Regions from separate parts of the Gossypium hirsutum genome. Here region 1 is linked to region 2. The links are chromatin contacts, called in public Hi-C maps. All regions are on one chromosome and are shown on one strand. Each heading gives the region's core, a stretch centred on a gene start, on an enhancer-like site or on the middle of the called end of the contact. The rest is flanking DNA. Distances are from core to core; before and after follow the strand shown.

Region 1 (3,352 bases), core at 214-2,713, 130 kb before region 2:
TACTTCACGAACCTTTCCTACATATGGTATTTTTTTTAAAAATTTTATTTCATTATTAAGGCAGGCACCTAGGCACTAATGAAAGACTGGACAGTTTATGTGCCTCATCACTCTTTGTGAAGAGAATTTGTTAAAATGCATCTTCGGCACCTTTGCAAAAGCAAAAGCAAATCAGATCTAATGTCTTCTCTTTTAAAGTTTCATGCAAAGTGCATTGATGTCTATATTATATAATAACTATAATACCATTCTCTTGGCTTCACTTTGTTCGGTTTTATTTGAAATTTGTTCTCTTTCTGATGATTGTGGGATACTTTTTTCCACACCTTATCTCAAAGATTTGAACTTTGAGAGCGTCCAAGTCTATGGGATGTGCCTTGGGGACCATTAGACATGTAATGACCTGCAAATTACTTGTTTTTGTAATTCATGTTTTTACGTTAGAGAGTATTTTGATTGATTTTACTGATGTTGAATGTATTATATCCAGATGTTACAACCGCAGCAGTTGCCAAAGAATCCTTAGAGGGACACTGCATATATGATGGTGGCTATTGTAAGCTTCATCTATCATACTCTCGTCATACTGATCTCAATGTAAAGGTATAAATATGTGCTTTTTGAGTAAATGTAGGAAAAATAACTTAGGACTTCATTAGAAGATAAAGGGAATCTGTTCTTGATTGGGAAAAAAAGGGGATCTTGGCCTTAAATTGTATGCTTCTTGACTATGTTTTTTGAATTTGGATATAAGCGTCAGTTACCTGCTCAATTTTTTAATAAGTTTTTCCCTATATTTAAAGGGTCACTGGAGGATCGCTACATTCGTATCCAAAAATGTGACATGGGTACTTAAAGAAAAATGAAGAGTCATAGCAATGTTGTCACATGATTCTGATGAGTTCATCTTTTGCCGCAGGCATACAGTGATAAAAGTAGAGATTACACAATCTCAGACCCGAGTTTGCTTGCAACACAAGTTCCGGGATTGCCTGCTGCTCCAAATGCTTGGCAGAATCCTCAGGGTGTTCCGGTGCACCATGGTACTGACTATTCGGCTTCAGCTGCAATACAGGGTCAACCTCCTGCTGGACAAGTTCCTGCTTGGGATCCAAATTTTCAGGCTAGGCCGCCATATGGATCAGTTCCTGGTCAAACATATCAATCGTTGACAGCCCCTACATACGTTAATGCGGCAAGACCTGCAGGTTCATCACCCCTTTCACAACCTGGTGCATCTTCCATGCCCATGCAGCAGCAGCAGCAGCCGCCATGGGCTAATGTTAGACAAGGAGGCGCAGCGGTGCTGGGTCGGCCTCCTTATTACAGTCGATGACCTGTGTCTATTCTATAATGAAATTAAATGATCCCTTGTCTATCTTATATTCCTCATATAAAGATTCGCCAATTGAATCTCTTTAAGTTATGACTGAAATTAAATTTTTTTTATTGGATTGGAAGTGTGTTGTTTTTTTTGTTTTGTTTTGGAAACCATCTCCGCCATTGATGTAAAAAAGAGGTAACGTTGAAAATGAAATGGTAAATTAATGTACAAGAGATGCTTTCATGCTAAAATTGAAGTTGTGATTTAGAAATGATGAAGGTGCTTGCAATTTCAATCATCCAGACACTTTTTCATCAAGTATTTGTGTCTGAAAATCCAGAGATAAATTCTCATGAACTCTTCACATGGGGAATTTTAGGAAAGAAAAGGGAAATATATTGTGGGACGGTACACTTTGATATACAGTGAGTAGGTAAAGTAAGTGGTTGTAATGCGTTGAGAGTATTTATAAAATAGTCGAACACCAATTCCCATTTAAAGTATAACATATTATAGCGGCACCTGAGATCTCAAAATTCCAGCAAACTTCATAAGTCAAAGCTCATTTTGTGTATTGATGAGCGTGTGTGAAGAAGAACTAGATTGGATGAGTGCATTGCCAGATGCAATTCTCCACAAAATTGTCTTTGTTGCCAACCAAACATTCAGTTCAAACCAGCATTTTATTCGAGAGATGGATCGTTTACCCCCGTCATTCACATTCCATATAGTTCTTACAAACACACCACTCCATCTGAATGTACTTTCATACACAACACTTGGGCCCAACACCAAGCTCCGAAACTCCTTAAGTTCAGCCTCCAGTTTTCCACTGGACCCTTGCGGCATGACCTTGATGTTCAACACTGAATTGAGTTTGCCATTTCAAGACAGGTTCAGATTCTTTCAGTTTCAGCTCATTTATGCACAGCAGTGCTTGAACTTTGCCTAACATGTTTTATTCCCATGATAATGTCCGATCATTAGAACAAGTTTCCTTGGAAGTGTTTTCTTTTCAATCCAAACCTACCATGTGATCTACCTTTTGCTTCACTCAAAACCCTTTGCTTCTTTGATTATGCGATTGACGATGAAACTTTAAAGGCATTGGTTTCTAAGTTCCCTGTTCTTGAAGGCTTCACAATTGACCGGTGCCATAGAGTACGTAACTTTAAAGTTTCTTGGTGTCAAAGTATGAGGCTTAAGCACCTAGTACATAGATGCATAGTTGACCATTATTTGAATCTAGAAATTGATGTGTCAAGTTTGTCAACTTCTAAATTCTGTGGAGATTTAATGAAGATTTCTTTCACTTCTTTGCCTTCGATTGTTGAAGCTACCGTTTTTCAATGGAGTTATAGACCATATGGGCAAGAATTTTCCATTAGAACATGGTTAAGAAATCTTGTCCATGTAAAGGAACTCAGTGTGAACTCTTGGTTTTCTCAGGTATATTTATTTCTCTGTAAATATTTGTTGCTTTGTTTTAAATGGATTTTGATTGTTTAATTGAAGTCTCATATCCATTTTTTGTTCTTGGTACGGAAAGTTTCTTGCTAGAGAACATTAGGTAAACAAAAATGGATGAAGATTTTCAAAAATCTTAAGGTCTTTTCTTGGTTTGGTCCATTGGCAAAAGAGTGTGAGTTCATACCGCTAATTGCCTTTTTGGGTTATTGCCCCTCTTTGGAGAGGATTGAAATAGATGTGAGAAATTACTCAGTTTCCTAATTTCTCATCATTCTATTTGCACTATGATTCTTGATGGATTTGCAGTTTAGATCTTCGTATTGGGAAGAAGCTGGTGGGAGTAGACCAACTTTTGCCTTGGAGCCTCCTTTTGTTGAGTTGAAAAAAGATGGACAACTAACAACAGAGTTTCTGCATAATGTGAAGGAAATTAGGGTACATCATTTCTTTGGTTATAAAAGTGAGATTGAATTTATTAAGCATCTGTTGCAACAGGCAGTTGTTCTTGAGACGTTATCTTTAACCTATCATAGGCTTGAATTTGATCCTGAATTTAGT
Region 2 (3,332 bases), core at 235-2,734:
CCCTGATCTACAACACTAATTCTCATACATGTTGATGGATTTGCAGTTCAAATCTTCCTTCCGGGGAGAAACTGGTGAGCATAGACCACCTTTTGCTTTGGAGCATCTCTTTGTTGAAAACAATGGAGATGGGCAACCAACAGTTGGAATTCTGGATAATGTGAAGAAAATTATGGTACATCACTTCTTTGGCTATAAAATTGAGACTGAATTTAACAAGCATCTGTTGCAGAAGGCAGATGTTCTTGAGACTTTATCATTAACCTACCACAGGCTTGAACTCAACCCTGAATCCTTTGGTCGTAGATATACTATTGCCCTCCTAAACAGTTGGTTTGGTTCAAGAAGAGATTTTTAGCTTGTCTACAGCTTCCTCTAATGTTCATATATCGTTTCATCATACTTTTCACAAGTTAGGATTCTAGAAGCATTAATTGAATAAATAATTTCCATTGATTTGATTGAAAAATTGTTGATGTCTGTAACTGCAAGCTATTTTTTTTATTAGAAAGTATCAGCTAAACTTCTTCCCAGTTTTCAGGTTTATTAGTTTCTCAGTTTCTAATCACATTTACACCCAAAAAAGGAAAGCAAAATCAACTATATATAAAATAATATGTAATATTTAATGATTAAAAAAAAAGAACAAAGAAACTGATTCAGCAAAAGCTGTTCTCCATGAATTTTACAAATTCCTGAAAATCTATTCTGCCATCACCATCTTCATCAAAGGTTTTGATCATGTTGTTGCAGTTTTCCAGCTTTAAACCTTGTTTCAACCCCAAAACACATAGAACTCTCTGCAATTCCTCTGCATCAATAAACCCATCTTTATTCACATCAAAAACATCAAAAGCTTGCTTCACTTCTTCCAAGCTTGGCTCTTGTTCAAACAACCTTGAAATCTCCTCACAACCGTATGATTCATTCAACTGTTCTTCACTTTCTTGGCTGCAAAAAATCCCCAGGTTCCCCATCAAAATCTCCACTTCTTTTCTGCATAACCTCTCACCACCAGATAAAACTTCCTTGCTTGGAAACCCAGATTTCTGGTTCTTCAGGTCCCAATCTGAAGTCTGGGATTGTGGGGAAAACGACCAATATCTTGAGACATAACTTTTAACGGTGTTATAACATGAAAAACCATGGAACAACAGTATCATATTGGAGTTTGAGTTTGCAGATGATGTTTCCATTGAAACAAGTAGATTGGCTGTGTAATTGGTAAAAGAATATGGGTTTATTTTTCTATGTTGAAAGAATGATATTGAAGAGAAAAGAAAAGAAAAGAAATTGATTGAATTGTGAGGTCTTGGGTGGGGTATTTTAAAGGCATGGAAAACCCTGCTAAGTTTTCAGAGGCGGTTTTGATTTGAAAAGGGGAATTGCGTGTACGGTTCAGACCCATGACCATTCTCCACCATGAAATAAATTAAGAAAAGAATGGGTCTTTTTTCTTTTCAGATATTCAAGCATGAAAGTGTAAACCAATGGGGTTGGTAAAAGAGAGGAAATTTCCAATATCCTGCATAATGGGAGAAGCTAGAAATAGTTGGTCAACTTGGACCTTCGCTTGGTTGGCCTACCTTTGTTTTGTCTTTATGTGCTTTCCATTTCGCTGCTTTGTTTCTTAGAACCTGCTGCCTTCTGTCTTGTTTAACTGCAATTTCTGAATTTGACTTTTTTTAGTTAGGACAATGAAGTTTCTTGGATGTTCATAGGCGGCTGTTTTATTTATTCCTTGAATTTGATCCTTATTTTCTCTACATGATTTTTTAAAAATGACAAATTTCTTAATTCGATCCTTTAAATTTGGATTCTATGTCGTGCATATAATTTGTGATTGGCTCAACTATTTACTTCAAAAACTGAAATAAAAAAATTGTCAAATTCAGAGTGCAAATGATACTTTATTTTTTATCCTTACGTTTTCCATGGTTAATTCTGTTTTCTGGGCTATGTTTTTCTAGAGACAATTAAGGGTCAATGTCGTGGCGATTGTAAAAGTAAATTTTTTTAAAAAAATCTTGAATAATACCCTATCAAAAAGAAGAAGAAAAAAATTACGTAAGATCTTTTCAGAGACGTTGTGGATTTATTTTTAAATGTAGAAGAAGGTGTTGAGTAAGATACTATATTTGACAATTTCTGTGGTGCATAGCTTGTGATTGATTCAACTTTTTATTTCAAGGACTCGATTAAAAATATTAATTAAGAAAATCTCATGGTGGTATATTTACATACATCTTAACTGAGTTTAAGTTTTTTTTTTCAACCTTTCCTTCAGATATTTAAAAAATCCCATCCAAGTCTTAAAAGGTATAGGTATAATCAAAATAAGGCAAATGAAAAAGAAAAACACACATACACTACAATAAAAGATAAAAATAATAAAATCATATGAAGCATGAATTCAAACATGATCTCAACTTTATCATACATAATCATAGACGTTAGGAATTATACTTAAAAGCTATAACTTGAACCGATCACATCCACAAAAACTTCTTTTTACATTAAGTGCCAAAACCAAATAACAATATTTTCTTTTAACAAGATAAAATTAGATCATTATAAAAAATAACTCAAAATCATATTTATTTTAAATAATATATTATAAAATAAAATATTTATGAAATACTAAAATTGTATTTTAATAAAAATAATAAAAATCCAAGAAAAAAGTTTTCATTTTAAATTTTTAATAAAAAATATATTTCTATTAAAATATAGTTATAAAAAACAATATCTTAATAAAAATAAATAAAGAAAAAAGAGATGGAACAAAGCCCAAAAAATGACCCACAAAATCATCAACACATTATTTTCTTTTTTCGGCCATAATCAACACATGATTGAAAACAACTTTTTCAAATTAAAAAGAAGAATAAGAAGAAGGAGAAGAAGCAAAGTTGAAGCCCAGGCTAATAATCACAAGCCCAGAAAAAGTTTCCATTTTTTATTTTTTTTCTTTAAACGTGTAAAACAACTATACCATTGTATATTCGCTGAGGAAATTTTTGTGATAAAGAGACTTCCTTTGTCCCCTTTCTCTCTCTTCCCGTAGCCGGCCTCTCTTAATTTAATTCAGTTCCACTTCTTCTCTTGCTCTTTAATAATTCAATCTCAAATCTAAATTTAGGATTGAAAATTTCCCAACTTTTTGGTGTTCTTTTTTAAAAGGATTTAATCATTTGGATACGAATTGAAGCACCTGATCTTGTTGAGGTGGAAATAATTCAGTTATTTCCCTTTGTTTTTTTAGTTTTTATTAGGAGGGTTTGTTCTGGATTTGGAGTTTAGGGCTGAAGGAAAAAATTGATTTATTGGGT

What was found. Hi-C and Micro-C count contacts between places; a contact is called where the count stands out from the background.
Region 1: a Hi-C map of leaf shows a contact between it and region 2, with 5 times the contacts expected there. The contact joins the promoter of LOC121229605 here to the promoter of LOC107960357 in region 2. A contact is called at or near these places in 4 of 34 Hi-C or Micro-C datasets (all in leaf).

What each region holds. Positions count from the first base shown.
Region 1 is chrA05:102,036,442-102,039,793 of Gossypium_hirsutum_v2.1, reverse strand. It overlaps LOC121229605, which reads left to right and starts at 1,463. Exons shown (of 2, transcript XM_041114302.1): 1 at 1,463-2,773; 2 at 3,101-3,352. The coding sequence starts at 2,519. LOC107949175 (polypyrimidine tract-binding protein homolog 1) reads left to right here. Exons shown (of 10, transcript XM_016883900.2): 9 at 491-603; 10 at 920-1,449. The coding sequence ends at 1,336.
Region 2 is chrA05:101,905,703-101,909,034 of Gossypium_hirsutum_v2.1, reverse strand. It overlaps LOC107960357 (probable calcium-binding protein CML46), which reads right to left and starts at 1,484. Exons shown (of 1, transcript XM_016896689.2): 1 at 606-1,484. The coding sequence starts at 1,196. The coding sequence ends at 660. LOC107960356 reads left to right here and starts at 2,863. Exons shown (of 1, transcript XM_016896688.2): 1 at 2,863-3,332.